7 separate regions of the Mus musculus genome follow, and regions 1, 2, 3, 5, 6 and 7 are each linked to region 4. Evidence: chromatin contacts called from public promoter capture Hi-C data. All regions are on one chromosome and are shown on one strand. The core of a region is the stretch at or near the end of the contact, and the rest is flanking DNA. Distances in the headings are between cores, read along the strand shown.

Region 1 (2,700 bases), core at 54-2,553, 2.6 Mb after region 4:
AATGTCTGTGTTTCAACAAGCACAAGGCTCTGCACCCTGCATAATAAGTGTGCACAATTCTGCCAGTTCAAAGAGGGTAAAAATGAAAAGAACCTGAGTAGTTAAGCAGACCGTGGGAATTGACACATTAGGCAATATTTAACCAAATACCTGGAACTCAGTATGTAGCTCCAGCTGCCCTCGGCCTCACAGCGATCCTCCACCTCAGCAGTGCTGACACGGTTACCGGTGGAAGCCACCCACCATGCCTGGTTTGAAACGGACTGCTTATTTGAGCATTTCTTTACCCTTGTACTCCAGTCAATAACGGTCTGGTGTGTGAAAAACTGGAGAAATTTTAGCAAGAAAGGAAGAAACGTGGCACTCCACACCGAGGAATAACGTGATCAACATTTTGAGTTCCACAGATTTCTGACCCACGGCACTCGCTGAGAGCAGCCGTTCCGATTTGTGCTGCCTGAGTAAGGTCTCCACTACTTGCACATAAAACTGTTTCCCAGCTAACTGTGCAAACGCGTACAATGGGCAGGTCTCCCAGCTATTTCCAGTCCGTCAAACCAGGCTCGTTTGAACCCCAGTACACATCAATGACTCAGACGTTAGAACTTTTCCTGCTGTCTGTAGTTCACAGCTAAAGCTTCCTCACTACGCTTGATTTTGCGGGGGGCGGGGGAGAGAGTAAAAAGCTTATTTCTGTTACTCTGACTTTTCATTCATCTGTATATGCATTCTGCTAAATTTTAGTATGTGTTTCTGCTTAACTTCACTTCGCAGTTCCTCGTAAACAAACTGCTGTTAGGTTCCACAGCAAACCTAAGTGCTCCCCACATTTAGGATCTCGGTGCACCTAAAAGCAAGCTCAGCCCGGCACGAGTGGCCGGTTTACCTGCGGGTCCAGCCGTCCTTCCCTCCCAGCTCCACCTTTCTACCCCGGGTTCAAAGTTTGCTCCTGTACTCTCCCGCCTACTTAGGGAGAAAGGCCGCAGAACCAGGATCCCAAGAGCGAGAAGCGTGGGTAGGGCTATAGGTCGGTCCGGCCAGGAGGCTTGGGAGTAGGGCGGGCAGGAGCGGTGACCACGTGCCCTGCACTTACCCGACAGCAAAGCAGATCCGGTGCGCAGTGAGCGGACGGCGGCGGCGCTCGGTACACAGGGCCGCGGCGAGCAGAAGGTCAGGGCGGTGCGCAGGCTGTAGGCCACAACCCGCAAGCTCCTCGACACTTGCAGCGACATGGTCAGAGGTCCGGAGGGTAACTGCGCTTCGCCTCCGCCACCGGGCCGGTGGGGACGGGGTGGGTCCAGAGTAAGCGGAGCACCCAGGCCCGGGGGCGGAGCCCGGGAGAGGCGCGCTCTGATTGGACATCTTGAAGGTTCCACTTCGGATAGGACAACCCGCGCGAGGGGCGTGTGCATGTGGAGGCGCTGAGGCCCGGATGGGGCTGTGTGAGAGGCGCAGATTGGCTGGGCAGGGAGGAGGCGGGGCCTCACTGGAGGGCGGAGAGTAGAATCTTGCGAATAGAAGCTCCAAGTCCGCAATCTAGGAGTTGCCCTGAACTGCATCGCTGCAGGGGCCAGAGAAAGATTCCAGCAAGGATGGTTTTGCTGGGCTAACGCAGTCTCATGCCACTAAGCCAAAAAGTCCTACGGAAGATGAGGTGCCGCCAGGCCCTTAAAGCACACAGTTACGCCTAACTGCACAAGGTCACCCCCATGGGATTCATTTAAGACCGTTCTAGGCATCAAACCCTGTTTCAAAGAAAGAAAGAGGGAGGGAGGGAGGAAAGAAAAAGGACAGAAAGAGAAAAGGGAGCCGGGCGTGGTGGCGCACGCCTTTAATCCCAGCACTCGGGAGGCAGAGGCAGGCGGATTTCCGAGTAAGGAGTTGTCCATCCTCGGAGTTATCAAGTCAGGGACCTCCATTCCTTATGTTCACTGTCAAGGGAAATGGGTTGGCACCACCAAGACAAAACAGGATTTACCCTGAGGTGGCTGCAGATGTCCTTGGAGAGGGAGAGAAGGCTCCCTGAAAAGGCTCAGTGTCCCTTAGCCAAGAGAAAAGCGTAGGATGTACTGGGGGCAGGGAACCCAGAGTCTGTACAGTGGATGAGGGGAAGGGCGGAACAATATATACTAGAAGCTGTACCAGACATTCAAGCCAAACTAGGGCTGCTGGTGGCAAGGAAGTAGCAGTTAGATAAAAACTCTGGTAGATGACAAAGGTGGTGAGCTTCCATGATGGCCAGCTTCATCTACACCCCCCTGAGCTGAGACAAAAGCCCGGTACCTTAAAAACGGGTGGTACCTTTTAAAATGGGCTGTTTCTTCTCCTGCCAGCCCAGCCAGCCTCCTGCTCAGGGACTGGCTCAAGTAGTTCAAGGCCACATCAGGACCGGCTTACACTTGTAGGCCAGCCAGTGATCCTGTCTTTTCTTTAAACTGACCAGCCCTATAGGGAAGACTCTACAGAGCCAGCAAACAAACAAAGCAACCCAACCCTCAAGAAGAGATTCCAGCCTGGTAGCTGCATGCAGCTTTAATCCTAGCACTCAGGGACAGATCTCTGAATTCAATGTCAGCCTGGTCTATAGTGAGTTCCAGAACAGCCAGGGCTATACCAGACAACCAGAGGAACTCTGTCTCCGAAAACCAAAGATAGATAGATAGATAGATAGATAGATAGATAGATAGATAGATGATGGAT
Region 2 (2,700 bases), core at 160-2,659, 2.5 Mb before region 4:
CTTTACATGCCAGCGCTACGCTTTTGAGACTGAATAGCCCTGAGCTTGCTGTATAGGTCAGGGAAGGGGGGGGGCAATCCTGCCTCAGGTGGAGGTTAGAAACAAAATATTTACTAACAAACACCTAGTTAAAGTCATCACTCTGCCCATGTCATTATATGAACGGCAAGGGATGACCGTAAGGAAGCACTTGATTTATGCGAAAGTAAACACTAAACTGCAGCCAGTAAAATGTTTCCCTTACACAGGAGACAGCTGCAGTGTGGCAAAGAGTTGAGAAGCCTAACCCAGACAGGCGTGGCTTGGCTAGAGCAGGACCTGAGAATTCAACCAATCACCGCTTGCCCCGCCCTACCCCGCATCAAGTCTGCATAAAAACACTGGTACTTTCTGTCTTTACAGCTTGGTGATGTTCAAACTCAGCAGCGTACTGGGGTGTACAGAACTCCGCCTACAAGCCCTCAAAGGGGTTTTTTCTTCAGCCACCTTTCCATTCAGAAAATGACCAGCACCAGAAACAGGCTCTGGACTCTTGTTGTCCGGCAAACACAGTGCCTGCACGGCTGCCTTTCTAGGGAAACCTGGAGAAACTGAATAAAACTATCTAGAAAGTTAAGCATGCGCAGGCCAAAGGGACTTTTGTTTCCAACCCTCGTGGCTCCTTAAGATCCAAGCTGTGGGACTGAGAGTGGCTCAGTGGTTAAGTCCTTGCATGCAAGCACAAAGCCTTGGGTTTGATTCCCAGCACCCCATATACCCCAGCAGGGCGTTGCATAGCGAATCCCCGGCACTGGGAAGGTGAAGGCCGAGTATCAGTTGTTGAAAGACGACTTTGGCTATATAGTTTAAGGCAAGCCTGGGATACACGAGACTCTGCTCTCACACCCGGTCAAATGACCCAAACTGGGATCTCACTCCATCCTATCACCCCCAGGATCCGGGCGGGAACCACGCACCGACACGAGCGGGACGCGCAGGTGAGCCCCCTGCAGCCGGTTGAAGGTGGGGAACGTGCTCCAGGCGAGGAAGGCTTCAGGCTCCGGCCCCAGGAGAGCCACGAGCAGCACTTGGTGCTGGAAGCGCACGTTCGGCTGCTCCTCGTAGCTGCTCCGCTTCAGCCAAAACCCTGCGGGAGACAAGGCGGGTTGGGGGGAGCCAGGTTAGGATTGCCGGCCTGGGCCCGCCGGCCGCGCCGTGTGGCCCTCCAGGCCCGGGCAGGCTCACCGTGGCTCCGGAAGGCCACCAGCAGCGGGGGGATGTAGGTGAGCGCGGTGGTCAACAGCAGGAAGAGCGCGGCCTTGGAGCAGAGCCCCGCGCGGTAAGCGCGCTCGATTGGGTGAGAGAAGAGATGGTACAGCGCCATGAGCGCAGGGCCGCAGCGCCGAGTCTCCACGGCAACCGACGGCGGGCAGAGGAACCAATAGCAGGCATGCAGGCCTCTAGAAGGGGGTGGAGCTAGCAGGAGGAGGGTCCTGTGTTAGTGCTGTGCCTGCGCGTCTCTTCAAGAAGGCAACTGTATGGGCTGGTGAGATGGCTCAGCCGGTAAGAGCGCTGACTGCTCTTCCAAAGGTCCTGAGTCAAATCCCAGCAACCACATGGTGGCTCACAACCATCCATAATGAGATCTGACGCCCTCTTCCGGAATGTCTGAAGACAGCTACAGTGGTGTACTTACATATAATAAATAAATCTTAAAAAAAAAAAAAAGAAAGCAACTGTAATGATATTTTCACTCACCAAAGTCTGTGTCAATTGTACAAAATCAGACGTGCATAGATGTTGACATCACCCCATAGATCATCTATTAACTCATGACATAAGGATGGTTGATGTAGCTTAGTTGGTAGAGGGCTAGCCTACTATACAGGAAGCCCTGAGTTCATCTCCAGCACTTCATTAAACCAGGCACCTTGGCCCACATCTGTAACACTAACAACTCTTCAGGTGAAGACAGAAGGATCAGAAGTCCAAGGTCATCTTTAGCTACATTGTGAGTTTGAGACCAGCCAGAGATACTGGAGACTTTGTTTCAATGCAAAAACTCCATTGAGGTTCATACTGAAGTCGGGACATTCCTATAACAAGGCCACCGTCCTAGAACCAGGTACTTTTGTCTTCAAGGTTAATGCTTTCACTATGCCCCATAGCAGGAAAGATAGAAAACAGGAAACAAACCCCCTGATTATTTAAAGGTTAGAACAAAAACAAAAAATAAAAGGCCGGGCGTAGTGGTGCACGCCTTTAATCCCAGCACTCAGGAGGCAGAGGCAGGCGGATTTCTGAGTTTGAGGCCAGCCTGGTCTACAAAGTGAGTTTCAGAACAGCCGGGGCTACACAGAGAAACCCTGTCTCGGAAAAAAAAAAAAAAAAAAAAAGGTTAAAGGGTATTTTACTAAATGGCTCCTTCTGTTGTACTTTGTTAGCTATAAACACTGATACTGTCTTCCCCAAAGTTAGCATTAGCTGATCACTTAGGTAAATACTAACACCAATATCTTAACATGGAAGACAGATTTTTACCTGTTTGGAAGTAGGGTCTTACTATGTAGCCTGTGCTGGCCCTCAATTCTCCTTTCTCCAGGTCCTCTGCAAGAACAATCGGTGCTCTTAACAATTGGGTCATCTCTCCAGCTCCCACCATCTATCTTAATTCTGGAAAGGCTGTCCTCTGACCTCTACATGCCTGTCATGGTGCTCATC
Region 3 (2,714 bases), core at 52-2,551, 2.4 Mb before region 4:
GGCTACACAGAGAAATCCTGTCTCGAAAAACCAAAAAAAAAAAGAAAAGAAAGAAAGAAAAGTGACTTGAAAGCAGCAGTAAGGCTTCCTTAAATTACCTGAAAACTGAGGTACTTTCTTTCGCTTGTGACTCAAAATTCCAACTACTGATTTAATAAACTCACCCATCCTCCGCTAAGGAATCCACTAAACTGCTCACACAAAGGACAACCAACCAGGGAGCCTGCAACCCATAAATTTAAACATTTTCTTTAAAATCCTTCTAAACCACACAAAGCAGAAACACAGCCATAAAAAGGAAACCCAGTTATTATCTAGAAGGTTTCTGGTATTTCCCTCGGGGATCAATAAGGGGATTTATTTATTGCTAGGGTACTAACGAAAGCAGCCATGGTATGTGACAGCTTAAACTAGTTATTTCCTACAGCTTTGGAGGGTACTATGTAGTTCCAGGCACTAAGAAGACATTCAAGTCATTGCTAGTGTTCTGTGGGTCAAGTGGACTAGAGTGTAGTCCTAAAAGCAACCAGTTAAAGGGAGGGTAATCTTATCTGCCTACTCAATTCTGGGATTTGGAGTGTTTTACAAAGATACCCCCAGCAGTGCAAAGGGAGCCTGGTGTATCCCGCTAAATAAGGCCACTTGCTCCCGTGTCACAGATCCTTTGAGTGACACATATGGGTAGGTACACTATTGTTTCAGAACGTACCCCCTTTTAACACCCAAGGTGCAGAATAACCTTGGATAGGCCAAGGATAATGTAAAGGTTCTTCTTTTAAGAACAAAGATATTTAACCATTTTCCAGTCTATCCGTTGGGGGAGTGGTTCAATTAAAAGAGCATTTCTTAGAAGGTAGGGAAAAGTTAGTTTCACTTTTCTTTGCTACCATTCCCGGTTTCTGTGCTGGCTTTCCCTAGGTATGCTCGTCCCTACGGCTAGGACCAGGGAACCCATCAGCCACGCAGTTGATCCTCCTGGGGCATCCTGGAGGCTGTAGGTTCTACGGCACTGCATCTCTGTCCCAGCATGTGCTCACCCACCGGAAAAGACAAGAGGGACCCCAGGCACAGTCGCCTTGGCGGGAAAACTCCAGGCACTTCCCATCGGAACACTGCAACAAGAGACACTTAGAGATCTTCAACGACACTTACTTCTTGCTTAGTTTCTGCTCGCCATCCACTTTGACTTCACTCTCCTGCAGCGTGGCCATCTTCCCCACTGGCCCGACCCAGAAAAAAAAAAATTATGACTAGCGTAGAACTAGAACTTCCAGGTCGTGGCTCTAAGTCCTGCCTCTTCCGGGAAAGAGGGCGGGCCCTCGGCCGGACTCTCGCTGCGCAGGCGCAGTGCTGGGCTCCTCCGGCGGAGAGTCCGTCTTAGTGGTGTCGTTTCTGCGCTTTACTTGTACAGCGGGGCGACAGGTATGGCGGAGGCGATGGATCTGGGTAAAGACCCCAATGGGCCCACTCACTCCTCCACTCTGTTCGTGAGAGAAGACGGCAGCGCCATGTCGTTTTACGTGCGGCCCAGCTCGGCCAAGCGCCGGCTGTCGACGCTCATCCTGCACGGCGGCGGCACCGTGTGTCGGGTGCAGGAACCCGGAGCCGTGCTTCTCGCCCAGCCCGGGGAGGCGCTGGCCGAGGCTTCGGGCGACTTCATCTCCACGCAGTACATCCTAGACTGCGTGGATCGCAACGAGAAGCTGGACCTGGAGGCCTATCGGCTGGGCCTGACGGAGCAGGCGTCCGATCCGAAGCCCGGGGCTTCCACCGAGGGCTCCACGGAACCGGAGCCGCAGCCCCTGACCGGGCGCATCGCCTACACCGACGCGGAAGATGTGGCCATCCTGACCTACGTGAAGGAGAACGCCCGTTCGCCCAGCTCGGTCACAGGCAATGCCTTGTGGAAAGCGATGGAGAAGAGCTCGCTCACGCAGCACTCCTGGCAGTCGCTCAAGGACCGCTACCTCAAGCACCTACGGGGTCAGGAGCACAAGTACCTGCTCGGGAACGCCCCGGTCAGCCCGTCCTCCCAGAAGCTCAAACGGAAGGCGGAGCAGGACCCCGAGGCCGCGGATAGCGGAGGTGAGGCCGGCACCTTCGGGGCTCCGGGGGGCGGGGCTGCCTGCCTGTCAGCGAGCGTCTTTTTGGGCGCCGTGGGTGGCATAGCTCAGCCCCTCTTCTCTGTTGAGGTCCGAAGCGAAAGTGCACCGTTTCCTCTTATCCCTTGTTTTCTGGTTTTAATTTGTCTTTTCATTTAACTTTTCCTTCCCGTTGACTGGATGTTTGTTCGTTGATGGATTTGGGTTTGGGAGGGCGGGGAACTTGAGTCTCTTCGCTGTGTCGCCCAGGCTGTCCCCAAACTCTATGCCTGAAATATTCTCCTGCCTTCGGAGTGACTGAGACTACGGAACAGTAACTAGTTTACAAAAACGGCTCTGTGTTCAAAAGGAACACAGTACAGTATATATGGAAATCTTCTACCCTTCCTACCCACCATACCCAGGAGGTAACAGGGTAACCTGTTTCTGTTTTCAGAAATTTCAAAGATATTTTCCCTTCCCCCTTTTTCCTTCCTTCCTTCCTCCTCTCCTTTTCTCCTTTTCCTCCACCTCTTCTTGCGCCTCCTCCTCCTCCTCCTCCTCTTCTTCTCATCCTCCATCTTTTTTATTTGAGAAAAGGCCCCTGGCCGTTCATTTTAAGATATTGCCTAT
Region 4 (2,700 bases), core at 6-2,505:
CGCCACCTGGCGTGCAGCTTCGGAAGCACAAGCTTGGATAGTTAAAAAATCCTCATTTCATAACTACTGTGGCGCAGATGTTTTTACAGAAACAAGATGGTCATAAAATCTCCTTAGGGTATGACTTTGTGGGTGTTGGCTTTGTCTCACACGTATTCAAGCTCCTGAAAAATCTTCTTTGCCTGGGTTTACATGCAGATAGATCCTTGTTAGATCAAAGTCAAAGCTAAACTTCCAGGAGCCAGAAATGATAAACAAATAGGGGAAGGGACTAAGTGCTGTTGTGAAGGTAGGCTTCACATTGTGGGTCTAGGATATTTATAACCAGGATTTTTTTTTCAGGTGCTTTAAAAGTCTGCTTTGCAAGTTTGTAATCAGGTGCCGCCTATGAACAAGAGAACCAAGTTATGGTTGGAAGACCATTCTCTCTTAATAGAGAATCTGGAGGCATGAGAATTTGCATGTTCTCGATTTTTGGCTCCCTTTATAGCATAGGCTGGCCTCGAACTTGTGAACTTGTGATCGTTTTGACTTACCCTCCCAAATTCTGGAGTCACTTAGTTCTCCAAGTGTAGGTTTTTTTTTTTTAAATGGCATATTTACATAAACAACACAGATTGTGAATGGAAAAATACCTGGATAGTATCAAGTCAGGACATTTACTCTCGCAGGTGTGTCCAACCTGAGGCTCGTGGCAACACGTGGCCCGGGATACTAATAAATGCTGCCCAACACAAAAATCCTAAACTTTAAGCATTGTGAGATTTTTCTTTTCTTTTTCCTATTTGGATATTCGATTGAGGGCTTCTCTAGTGTAAATTTTGGAAATGACCATGTCACAGTATCATGTCGTAGTGTCAAAAGGTTGTACACCTGCAGGGCATGGGACGAAACTGGAGCTCAGAATAATCTCATCAGAACCTTTCCCCCCTCCCCGCCCCCCCTTTATAGTCCAGTTGAGCTTGGACTACATTTCCCAGGATACTTCACTGCTGGGACTCATTCAGGATTGGGTAAAACAATAAGGAAGTGCCTTCGGGTCGCCCAGCAACGTGCAGAGTCCTGCATGATGACTGGGTAAGCACGCCCCTTCCAGGAGGCTGAGGAAGCTTATTCCAGTTTCTGAGCCGTTCCTGCTTTTCCTTCCACCCCCCACGGCCGTTCCATCTCTTCCGCGTTCCCTCCCGTGCTCTTCTCAGGCTCCGCCCCCTTTCCCGCCAGTAGCTGCAAAACCCGGAAACTGGATTACAGCCGCGGACCGGCTGGGCGAGCAGTGCGCAGGCGCGAGCGGTCTGGTCCCCTCCCGGACGCGCGCGGCGCGGTTGAAGCCAGAGTGAGTTGCTGAGGAGAGCAGGCGGCTACTTCTGTCTCCAGCATGGCAGCTCTGCGCTATGCGGGCCTGGACGACACGGACAGTGAGGATGAGCTGCCTCCGGGCTGGGAGGAGAGAACCACCAAGGACGGCTGGGTGTACTACGCCAAGTAAGCGGCCTTGGAGCGGCGTTCCTGGGAGCCGTGTCCTGCGAGGCCTGGACCCTGCGCTGCCCTGCCAGGCGGGCATGCGCATCCGAAATGCCAGCCACCTGTCCCAGGCTGTCCCCCGTTATTAGGGGATCTGGGTCAAGGTCCCGTCACCTGGCCACCCGCCGCACGCCCCCTGCCGCTCACTAGGTGGCACTGCACCGTGCGGTGGTGGCGCCTAGGTCTTACTCCTCTAAAGAGGAAATAGAGAAAACTTCAAAGCCAAGCTCCTGCCATGGGGACCTGATCTGGAGGCCCAGCAATCTGTATTTTTAAGCAGATGTCCTGGATGGCTCGCAGTGGTTTCCCAGGGAAGTCTTGGAAACCTCCACAGAGCCTTTCCCTGTTGCTAACCGTGACCTTGGGCCACTGAAAGCAAGCCCCTGACTTTTCTGTTCTCCTCATCTCTGAAATGAGCAGACACAAGAATGAATCTGTGCTGTGCACAAGGCACTCAGTGGAGAGGCTAGTAGGTTGCCCCGCAGGCGTTTTCTGTTACTTGGACTGTATCTGTGGCAAAATTGCATAGGCGTGATAGGGGATAGTAGCTCCCATAGGGGGAGCTACTGCAGCTGACTCTATGCTTGGGGACCTCTGTTCATTTTTAAGAAATAGATACTTAATGGACAAAATGCTAGGTTTTCATACAGTCTTGATCAGGCTCTGCCAGTCAAAGAATGAAAAAGCGGGAAATTCGCAATGTAGCAGGTAGCAGTGGAGAAGTCTCCAACACCTCCGACAGCAGCAGGCACAGTCAGCAGGCTGAAAGGCACTCTGTAGGGGAGGACTCGTGTTCACAGGGCAGACACACATGGAGAAAACAACTGCAAAGCCAAAGGGAACTCTGGAGCCGAAAAAATTGCAGCCTCTTCTTGAGGGCTTTGGTTTTAAGTCATTGAGGAGTTTTCATTCCCTAATTTAAGAGTTGGTCAGTTTGAAGAAAAGATAAGGGTTGGTCAACCCACATCTGTTGGGTAACGTGTCCTGATGTGGTCTCGAACTTGCTGAGCCAGTCATCAGCAACAGCTGACTAGCAGGAGAAAAAGCCCACAAGGACTTTGTTTTAAGATGCCAGGCTTTCGACTCACATAAAGAGTGTGAGGAAGAAGCTGGCTGTCTTGGAAGTTCACCACCTGTGTCACCTAGCCATGGTTCCTCTCCCTGTCTGCCTTCCAAGAT
Region 5 (2,700 bases), core at 178-2,677, 2.5 Mb after region 4:
CTTCCTCCAGTGATGGGCTACAATCTGGAAGTCTAAGCCAAATAAACCCTTTCCTCCCCCAACTTGCTTTTTGGTCACGGTGTTTTATCACAATAGAAACCCTAACTAAGGCTTAAAGACATTTCCTCCATACATACCTTTTTAAGGGGGAGGGGGGATGGTTTGATTTTATTTGTATGAGTGCTTTGTTTGCATCTGTGTATGTATACCACATTCGTGCCTGGGAACTGGAGTTATGGATGGTTGTAAACCACCATTTGGGTGCTTGGAATCAAACCTGTCTTGTGTAAGAACATTAAGTGCTCTTAACCACAGAGCCATCCCCCTAGCCCCACTAGCTCCCTTTGACCACTCTCCCGACCAGTCAGTCACATACAAAGAAGTCATTCTGCCCACAAGGTTCATGAGTGGCTGAATGGGAACTGCCGAAGCCCTTGCACTTGCTGGGGTATTTATTCTACTTCGTAACTCTCCCTGGTACAGTTGGCAGGAATCTGGACCTGGAATCTGAACAAGAAAGCCTAGCGTCATGCTGAACAATTCTCAAAAATGCCTGCTTCAGAATTCCTGGAGTCTGAGTATGTCCCCAAGGCAAAGGGACTCTGCAGTTGAGCCCATTGGCCCTGTGATACCCAGGTCCAATGTAGTAGGTGGCATGATGACGATAGATGTCGGTTATGAAATGTGACAGACTCAACTTCCCATTCCTGATTTTGGTGTAAAGGAAGGCCCATTGGCAAAGAAATGCAGGTGACCTCTAGACGCTGAAAAAGGCAAGATCCTTGGAAGAACAAGCCCAGCTGACACCTTGCTTTCAGCCGACTAGATCCACCTCAGACTCTTCCCTCTTCAGAGATAAGAGAGAATTAGTCTGTGGGGGCTGGGCTGTAGCTCAGCTGGCAGAGTACACGTCTAAGGCACTGGGTTCAATCTTTAACGCTACCACTAGGCTTAGTAAAACCCCAGGAGTATGGAGGTAGTGGTAAGAGAATAAGGAGTTCAAGGACTCCTTGATTATATGGGGATTCTGAGGCCAGGCGGGGCCTCAAAGAATAAGATAAGTTTGTTTTGTTTTGTTTTTAGTGTGCTACCGATCAAATCCAGGGCCTTAAGCATGCTAATCAAATAGTCTACAATATAAAATTTATTCCTAATAACAATAAATCAACGGTCAAAAAAAAAAGGTTAAACCTGAAAGCATCTCTTTCTCTTCTATCCAGCTGTTGCCTGAGCTCAGGTCCCTAGGAAGTAGAAAGTGTGGGTTCATGGAACCTATCCAATTCACCTGTTCTCCCAGCACATGGGACTTCAACCTCCAACACGCGCTCGCCGCGGCCGGCGGGCGGCGCTGCGGCCACCGACCGGCCGGATGCTAATGAGCCCGGAGGCCCCGCCCCCTGCCGGAAGTGGCTGCGGCGGGGGCGGGCACTGCGAGAGGGGCCTGGCGGCCGTGCGGGAGCCATGGCGGCCACGGAGGCGGCGGCGGCCGATTCTGCGGGTCCGGCCCCGGGTGTCCCGGCCACGCCGGCGAGCACGCGGGGAGCCGCCGCCGCCTCTAGCCCGTGGAGGCCGCCCGAGTCGCGACTGCAAGGCAGCCGGCCGAGACCGGCCAGGGCTCGGGCCGCGGCCCCGGTGCCACCGGCCCGGGAGCTGATCCAGCCGACTGTGAGCGAGCTGTCCCGGGCTGTGCGCACCAATATTCTGTGCACCGTGCGCGGCTGCGGCAAGATCCTGCCCAACAGCCCTGCGCTCAACATGCACCTCGTCAAGAGCCACCGACTGCAGGTGAGCGGGCCGCGGCGGGGACGCGGGCGCGGGGTGTGCGGGGTTTGCGCCGTGCCCTGCCACCTGCGCCCGACCGACCGAGCACGGCGAGAGCGCGGGGGAGCGCGCACAACGCACCGGGCAAGCAGCTTCTCGGTGGCGTGCCCACAACACCTCGGGGAGCCTGCCTGTTTACTCAGGTTCCAAGGATGAGCGACAGGTGATGTCGCCAAGGCACCCAGATGCAACCCCGCAGGCTTTCCGCCCCTCCCACGAAACTGCCGGTGGGTCCTACCTGGTCACTCAAAAGCGGCTGCGGGTTGGGTTGGACTCTGGGCACTTGAGCTGCAAGTTTCACGAGGCTGCTGAGATCAACTCTGCGCAGGAAGGAGAGGGGAGGGAGGTTTCTCCCGTGGATCTGTAAGGAGGAGGTTCACCGGTAGCTGGTATGACGGATGTCTGACCAAGACCTCTCCGTGTTACATAAATGGGGACGGTGGCTTTCAAACCCATGGTATACTCTGGAAGCTTGGGGGAGGAAATCAGATGTTAGGGCCCCCATGCCAGACCTGTTAAGTCACAGCTGCTCAGCTTTTACAGTAGAAAGCTTCCTTTCACCGTCAGATCTCAGTGCCCCCAGTGCTCCAACTGGAAAACGCAAGTCACTGAAAGCAGTTTTGTGCGCCTTTCCCCTGGTCAGATTTGAGTCATTACTTGGAGGGTTGCAGGATCTCTCTGACCTGCAGGTGAATTCACCGTGGGCATCCCCCACCCCCACCCCTGAGAACTCCCCAACTGTAACTTTTAGGTTTTACTCTGTAGTAAGGCCAATAAGTGTAGTAAGGCCAACAAAAGGCAACAGTGATGTCAGGGAAAGGTCAGTCAGGAAATGTCAGCAGGGGCAAGCTGAGGAAGTTCTGTGTAAAGGTTTGAGCC
Region 6 (2,700 bases), core at 192-2,691, 2.5 Mb after region 4:
AATCCGTAAGGCAGATATAGACATAGAGCATGAGGGTTGGCTGGACTGAGGTCAGGCCCAATCCCAAAACAGACACATACAAAAATACACACTAATTAAGGCCAGCAAGTGCATGAGGACTTGAATTCAATCTTCAAAACACACATGGTGGAAGGAGAAAACTAACTCCAGTGAGCATCTTCTGACAGGCAGGCGTGCACGCACACACACGCACACACACACACACACACACACACACACATGATCATTTCTCAACTATCACCTTAAAACTGCTTCTCAAAAGAATAGGCCTCTGCCGGGCGTGGTGGCGCACGCCTTTGATCCCAGCACTTGGGAGGCAGAGGCAGGCGGATTTCTGAGTTCAAGGCCAGCCTGGTCTACAAAGCGAGTTCCAGGACAGCCAGGGCTACACAGAAAAACCCTGTCTCGAAAAACCAAAAAAAAAAAAAAAAAAAAAAAGAATAGGCCTCCTCTGCATCATTCTGGAACAATCTCCTACTAGTGCCAGGTAGGCAGGTAAGTAGTCTGCTAAGACCAGGGAAATTTTAGAGGAAAAAAGAAATAAATGTCTGCTGAATGTTGACATTTAACACTGAAAATGGAGAGGCGTATTTTCACTTCGATCAACCAAATACCAAGGCCTGGATGTACAAGACAGAAAAGATGTCAAGAGAATCCCTTTGCCAAGGCAAAGTTGCATACATTTAAAGTGGGTTTTGTTACTAACACAGGGTCTAGTGTAGCCTCAAATTCCTTATGTTGCTGAGGGTGACCTTGAATTCCTGATTCTTGCCTCCACCACCTCCCCAGAGCTGAGATTGAAGCAAACCATCCTACCCTCCTTGCCTGGGGTTTTGTTTGATTTCGAGAAGTTTTAACAGAGGCTTCTAATACATCTATTGTGAAAACACTCACAGTCGTCCTCGAAGCCTATCTAACGGACCCTAAACATTACTTTCCTTGTCAAGTGTACCGTGGGGGATCTTTACAGATACCCACATCACCAGCCAGTCCAGTGACTTTTCAGTAAAGAAACTTTTGACGGCAGCTCCCTAGATTAGTTATCAGCCAGAACAGTTAGCTCAATGCGCCCTCAGTGTCACGCATCTCCAAAGTTTTGCAGCAGGGTACGCGCACTCGACCAGGCGCGCGCCCAAGGTCGCAATGCCAGCGAGCGGCGGGCAGATCTCAGCAGTGTGACAGCTCATGCCCGCGGCTCACCAAGAAGAGTGTTCCTAGTAAAGGTCCAAGGGCAGGGACATGGGTGAACCTAGCGCGGCGTGGGAAGCTAAAGAGCCGCGTCCTTCCGCCACAGGCAGCCAGATGCCCGGAGGCTGAAGGACACCCGACACTCACCGTCACTCAGCCCCTACAAGAAGCACAGAAAGAGAAGTCACCGACACGGAGCCCGCAGCTCCCTTAGGACTTGCAAGCACCGACGCTCCGCGCATGCGTCATCCTGCATGCATCGCTCCGCCTGGACCGGTCCACTGTCCCATGCTGAGGGGGATCTAGGGCCATCCCACCGGGGCTCGGCGGGGACAGCACACAGAGATGACTGCCAGGTGGAATTCGAGACGGAGAACAATTATATTTACATGATCCTGTCTCTGAGTACAGCGACTCTGGGGATCTAAAGCGTTTTCCATCAGGCGCCCACAGCCGCGTCCCCCCGTGCAGCCGAAGCAGTGCGGAGGGCTTGCCAGGTGGGCGGGGCCCGAGCGGCCATTGGCGGCTTCAAAAGCACCTCGGCGGGAACCGCTGCAGAGACGGCGGGCGATGTGGACTGGTAAGGCAGCCTCAGCGACACCGAATTGGACTCGGAGGCGGCGGGAGGACTACAGGAGCCAGGCCTCAGACATCTACGGGGGCCTTGCCACGGCGCAGTTCCGCCACGGGATCTTAGCCTAGGAGTGACACTAGTGGAGGCCGGGTCCGGGCCAAGAGGGCCGGGATGAGCGTCCATGGCGTCATATCCGCCCGGAGTGGGGCGGGGTTTTATGTCCCTTGGCGTTTATGCCATGGAGGCTCCGGGCTGCCCGCTCAAGAGCTGCTTTACTTTGATCCTTAGGTTCCGTCGAGCCTAGGTGTCAGCTCTCTAATTCCTAGCCTCGCCTCAGTTTTTGTCCATGCCTCCTGTTGCTATACTCCTTGTGCTCCATGCGGGTCTACCGGATCGTTATTGTCACGTGTACATTCAACAGCCTTGTCTTAGCTGCTACCATGAATAAAGCGCTAGAAAATAGAAATTGAAATAGTAACAGGGCAGAAAGTTCACTCAAAGACTTGCTAACTTTGTTGATGTGTTACGCCCTTTCTGTCATTTCTTTTAGGAAGGGCATGGTGCAGATAGATCACTCAGAATTAAGAATCTTCGGAAGTGCTAAGGATTGGGCACCCCACCCCGAAGGCCCTGATCTCCGAAGTTTATAGCCGCATCTGGCCTGGTCAGTACTGGGATAGGAGAAATGCCTGCTTTGCATACACTCTCCTCTAATTTACCTCACTGAGGATCAGGAAAACGCTCTCAGATGTTGTCACGAACAAGGTGTTGGTTTAATAGTTGACAGACAGTGGAACTATATCCTTCCCTTGTGCATACCGCTTAGGGTGGGTATCCAGTCACTCTTCCATCAGTCATTAGTCAAGTGCATATGAGATTGTTCTTGGGTGACCAGACTCGCTGTGTGATTTGGCTCA
Region 7 (2,700 bases), core at 178-2,677, 2.4 Mb before region 4:
CAAGGTTTCTTTTGAGACAAATGTTCTTTTCCTCCGTTTCTAATCTACCTCACTCCAGCAAATTTCCAAAGTCTCTCACTGAAAGCTCTCACAGCAGCTGTGTTTAAGGGTGTGGGCATGGAGTTATACTTTCTAGGTTTCAATCTCAGTTTTAATACAGATGAACTGTGTGATTCCTGGGTAATTAGTTTTCACATCTGTTAAAACATGACTAATAGTATTTAACATTTTTTTTTCTAGACAGGGCTTTTCTGTGTAACAGTCCTGGCTGTCCTAGGACTTGCTCTGTAGACCTGGGTGCCCTGGAACGCACAGAGATCACCTGCCTCTGCCTCCTTTGTGCTAGGATTAAAGGCACGTGCCACCTAGCTAGTATTTAACATCTCTTATAAATACTTAAAAAGGCAAATGTCTATATACTGTGATTAGCATTCAGAAGATACAACATTTGGTGATCTGGGAAATTTGTATTGGTGGCAGAAGAGAAGCAATGTAACGGGCACACCAAGCCACTTCCATACAACCTAACAGAACATTATGCAGATCAGATCTGAAAGAGGCCTACAGTTGGCAGAAGAAATTCTCTCACTCTTGGCTGTTAGCGCTCACTGGATATAGCTCGACTTCAGTCGATTATATAAAAAGCTCCGTAGATGAGCTCACGCGATGGCTAGAGATGGCAGAGCATTTGTAGAATAAACAACAGAATTGTTTTTTTTGTTAGTTTGTTTTTTTTCTGAGCTCTGATGCGATGTTTTGGCAAGGTATTTCTAAGACTTCTGCAAAATGCAGGCACATTTTGCAGTAAATGGTAATGACTATTCTGGCAGGGGCTGACAGAGATTGTAACTTTCAAGTCTAACGCAGAGAAGTCTTGTATTTCTAGAAGGAATCCCAGAATCCTGTTAGTTCCTGATAGGCATCACAGAAGTTTATTTTATGAAGGTAGCCATCTGCCATTAAATTCGAGGTACACATTAGAACTACAAAACAAGGGGACGAAGCGGTCCAAACTACATCACGTCATTCACGCAGTTGTCGAACGTTTCGATATTTTGGGTCCGCTGTAATTCATCTCTACAACCCCAGGGCTCCTTCATACGAAGCAGCTCACAACAGGTATTGCTTTGGCTAAAAATAACAGTGCAAAGGTTGAAAAAACAAACAAACACTTCTTTTCCCACCCTTCCTACCGCAGGGCTGGAGAGCCTAGCAGGGCTGAGACCCCTCCCCGTGGGAGCAGTGGACACAGGTCCTCACAGTCTCCCCCCACCGCCCTCCCCTCGGCCAACTGTGTAGAGCTAACCCCGAGACGCCGATCCGGAGTCCCTCACACCCTATTATCCACGCGCCGCAACCTCCACGCGATGCCCCTCTACCGCCACGCTCGTTTAACCAGGTTGCGCAGCGGAAGTGACGCCCTAGAGGGCCGCTCCGGTCAAGCTCTGCCCGCAAAGCACGCTGGTCTTTGTAGTCTGTGGGAACGGTGCAAAGGGGAGGAAGCCGCCTCCGCAGCAAAGACCGACTTAGCTCGCATCTCATCAAAATTTTGAACAGAACTATAAGCAGATCCTCTGACAGTTTCTCACCTCAGTCATGGGCTTGGATGACCTGGCCCTCACTCATTTCTCTCATAACCCATTGTTATTCTTCAAATCGTTTCTTTTTTTTTTTTTTTTTTTTTCGAGACAGGGTTTCTCTGTGTAGCCCTGGCTGTCCTGGAACTTACTCTGTAGACCAGGCTGGCCTCGAACTCAGAAATCCACCTGCCTCTGCCTCCGGAGTGCTGGGATTAAAGGCATGAGCCACCACTGCCCGGCTCTTCAAATACAGTCTTATGGACATATATGCATGTATATATTTTAAAAGATTTATGTGCGTGTGCCTGTATCAATTGTCAATTTGTGCACATATGTGCATGCAAATGCCCAAGGCAGCTAGAAAAGGGTATTGGGAACTGGATCACGGTTGCAAGCTGCCTGACACACGGGTGCTGGGTACTGAAGCCTGGTCCTCTGTAAGAGCATCAATCCCTTGCAGCACTGAGCCATGTCTCCTGTACTGCAGTCTAAGTCTGCCTCCAGCCAAAAGGAACCTGCACTGGATCTGGTCTGGTTCTCCCTCAACTCTGCACTCAAGCCCTAAAGAAAATAAAAGGGATTTTTATGGAAGAAGTGACTTGACTTTTGTTCTCTGGTTGTTTCCAGTATTTCAGCACAATGGCTCATACTGAATAGACAGACATTAATATACATTTATTAGAGATTCTGACTGCAGGTGGGGCCGAGAAGTTGGCTTAGGAGTTAAGAGCACACCCTGCTCCCATGGGGCTGACCTTCGTTTTTCAGCCTCCGTGCTGGGCAGCTTACAGTGCCTGTAACTCTGGCTCTAAGGGACCCAACATCTCTGGCCTCAGGGCACCTGCACTCTAAATGCACACACACACACACACACACACACACACAATTGATAATAAAAATAAATCTTAAAAAGAATACAATGACAGAGCTCTAATTAGACCACTCATCAGACCAGCAGCCCGGGGGAGAAAAAGTAACACTGCATGGGTAAAGAGAGAAATGATTTATTTGGTAACGAGGAATAAAAAGAACTTCTTTAGTTCTTCTCTCTTGTGGAGGTTGGACTGCAGTGGCCAGATGGACGGCGCCACACAGGAATCGCTCCCTCAGACCAGATCTG

The links. Promoter capture Hi-C pulls out the DNA fragments that hold promoters and counts their contacts. Capture Hi-C pulls out chosen DNA fragments and counts their contacts.
Region 1: a promoter capture Hi-C map of pre-B cells shows a contact between it and region 4, with 5 times the contacts expected there. The contact joins the promoter of Gcsh here to the promoter of Wwox in region 4. A contact is called at or near these places in 6 of 39 promoter capture datasets (the 3T3-L1 cell line, the C10 cell line, cranial neural crest and 2 more), 6 of 484 Hi-C or Micro-C datasets (CD4 T cells, the G1E-ER4 cell line, cortical neurons and 2 more), 3 of 115 datasets of contacts at active chromatin or transcription factors (astrocytes, large pre-B cells and pro-B cells) and 1 of 9 other capture datasets (embryonic stem cells).
Region 2: a promoter capture Hi-C map of pre-B cells shows a contact between it and region 4. The contact joins the promoter of Tmem231 here to the promoter of Wwox in region 4. A contact is called at or near these places in 6 of 39 promoter capture datasets (the C10 cell line, the SN4741 cell line, cranial neural crest and 2 more) and 2 of 9 other capture datasets (adipose tissue and liver).
Region 3: a contact with region 4 is called in a promoter capture Hi-C map of liver, with 4 times the contacts expected there. The contact joins the promoter of Terf2ip here to the promoter of Wwox in region 4. A contact is called at or near these places in 6 of 39 promoter capture datasets (the 3T3-L1 cell line, 3T3-L1-derived adipocytes, the C10 cell line and 2 more), 2 of 484 Hi-C or Micro-C datasets (both in CD8 T cells), 2 of 115 datasets of contacts at active chromatin or transcription factors (large pre-B cells and pro-B cells) and 2 of 9 other capture datasets (adipose tissue and liver).
Region 5: a contact with region 4 is called in a promoter capture Hi-C map of pre-B cells, with 7 times the contacts expected there. The contact joins the promoter of Atmin here to the promoter of Wwox in region 4. A contact is called at or near these places in 12 of 39 promoter capture datasets (the 3T3-L1 cell line, 3T3-L1-derived adipocytes, the C10 cell line and 6 more), 3 of 484 Hi-C or Micro-C datasets (B cells, liver and pre-B cells), 5 of 115 datasets of contacts at active chromatin or transcription factors (astrocytes, embryonic stem cells, forebrain and 2 more) and 1 of 9 other capture datasets (embryonic stem cells).
Region 6: a contact with region 4 is called in a promoter capture Hi-C map of liver, with 8 times the contacts expected there. The contact joins the promoter of Cmc2 here to the promoter of Wwox in region 4. A contact is called at or near these places in 14 of 39 promoter capture datasets (the 3T3-L1 cell line, 3T3-L1-derived adipocytes, the C10 cell line and 8 more), 2 of 15 datasets of contacts at CTCF or cohesin (large pre-B cells and pro-B cells), 12 of 484 Hi-C or Micro-C datasets (B cells, CD4 T cells, CD8 T cells and 6 more), 12 of 115 datasets of contacts at active chromatin or transcription factors (T-cell acute lymphoblastic leukemia, astrocytes, cardiomyocytes and 9 more) and 2 of 9 other capture datasets (embryonic stem cells and liver).
Region 7: a contact with region 4 is called in a promoter capture Hi-C map of pre-B cells, with 7 times the contacts expected there. The contact joins the promoter of Adat1 here to the promoter of Wwox in region 4. A contact is called at or near these places in 8 of 39 promoter capture datasets (the 3T3-L1 cell line, 3T3-L1-derived adipocytes, the C10 cell line and 4 more), 1 of 15 datasets of contacts at CTCF or cohesin (large pre-B cells), 1 of 484 Hi-C or Micro-C datasets (CD4 T cells), 2 of 115 datasets of contacts at active chromatin or transcription factors (astrocytes and large pre-B cells) and 1 of 9 other capture datasets (liver).

Annotation. Positions count from the first base shown.
Region 1 is chr8:116,992,195-116,994,894 of GRCm38.p6, forward strand. Gcsh (glycine cleavage system protein H (aminomethyl carrier)) reads right to left here and starts at 1,304. Exons shown (of 5, transcript NM_026572.4): 1 at 1,094-1,304. The coding sequence starts at 1,232.
Region 2 is chr8:111,932,404-111,935,103 of GRCm38.p6, forward strand. Tmem231 (transmembrane protein 231) reads right to left here and starts at 1,410. Exons shown (of 7, transcript NM_001033321.2): 1 at 1,225-1,410; 2 at 957-1,126. The coding sequence starts at 1,363.
Region 3 is chr8:112,010,058-112,012,771 of GRCm38.p6, forward strand. Terf2ip (telomeric repeat binding factor 2, interacting protein) reads left to right here and starts at 1,302. Exons shown (of 3, transcript NM_020584.2): 1 at 1,302-2,085. The coding sequence starts at 1,425. It overlaps Kars (lysyl-tRNA synthetase), which reads right to left and starts at 1,297. Exons shown (of 14, transcript NM_053092.3): 1 at 1,153-1,297. The coding sequence starts at 1,211.
Region 4 is chr8:114,438,397-114,441,096 of GRCm38.p6, forward strand. Wwox (WW domain-containing oxidoreductase) reads left to right here and starts at 1,256. Exons shown (of 9, transcript NM_019573.3): 1 at 1,256-1,482. The coding sequence starts at 1,376.
Region 5 is chr8:116,941,966-116,944,665 of GRCm38.p6, forward strand. Atmin (ATM interactor) reads left to right here and starts at 1,428. Exons shown (of 4, transcript NM_177700.4): 1 at 1,428-1,785. The coding sequence starts at 1,462. It also overlaps a transcript of Cmc2 not described here.
Region 6 is chr8:116,919,995-116,922,694 of GRCm38.p6, forward strand. It overlaps Cmc2 (COX assembly mitochondrial protein 2), which reads right to left and starts at 1,442. Exons shown (of 4, transcript NM_026844.3): 1 at 1,357-1,442. It overlaps Cenpn (centromere protein N), which reads left to right and starts at 1,746. Exons shown (of 12, transcript NM_028131.3): 1 at 1,746-1,789; 2 at 2,334-2,447.
Region 7 is chr8:111,990,875-111,993,574 of GRCm38.p6, forward strand. It overlaps Adat1 (adenosine deaminase, tRNA-specific 1), which reads right to left and starts at 1,428. Exons shown (of 10, transcript NM_013925.5): 1 at 1,307-1,428. Kars (lysyl-tRNA synthetase) reads right to left here. Exons shown (of 14, transcript NM_053092.3): 14 at 2,565-2,700.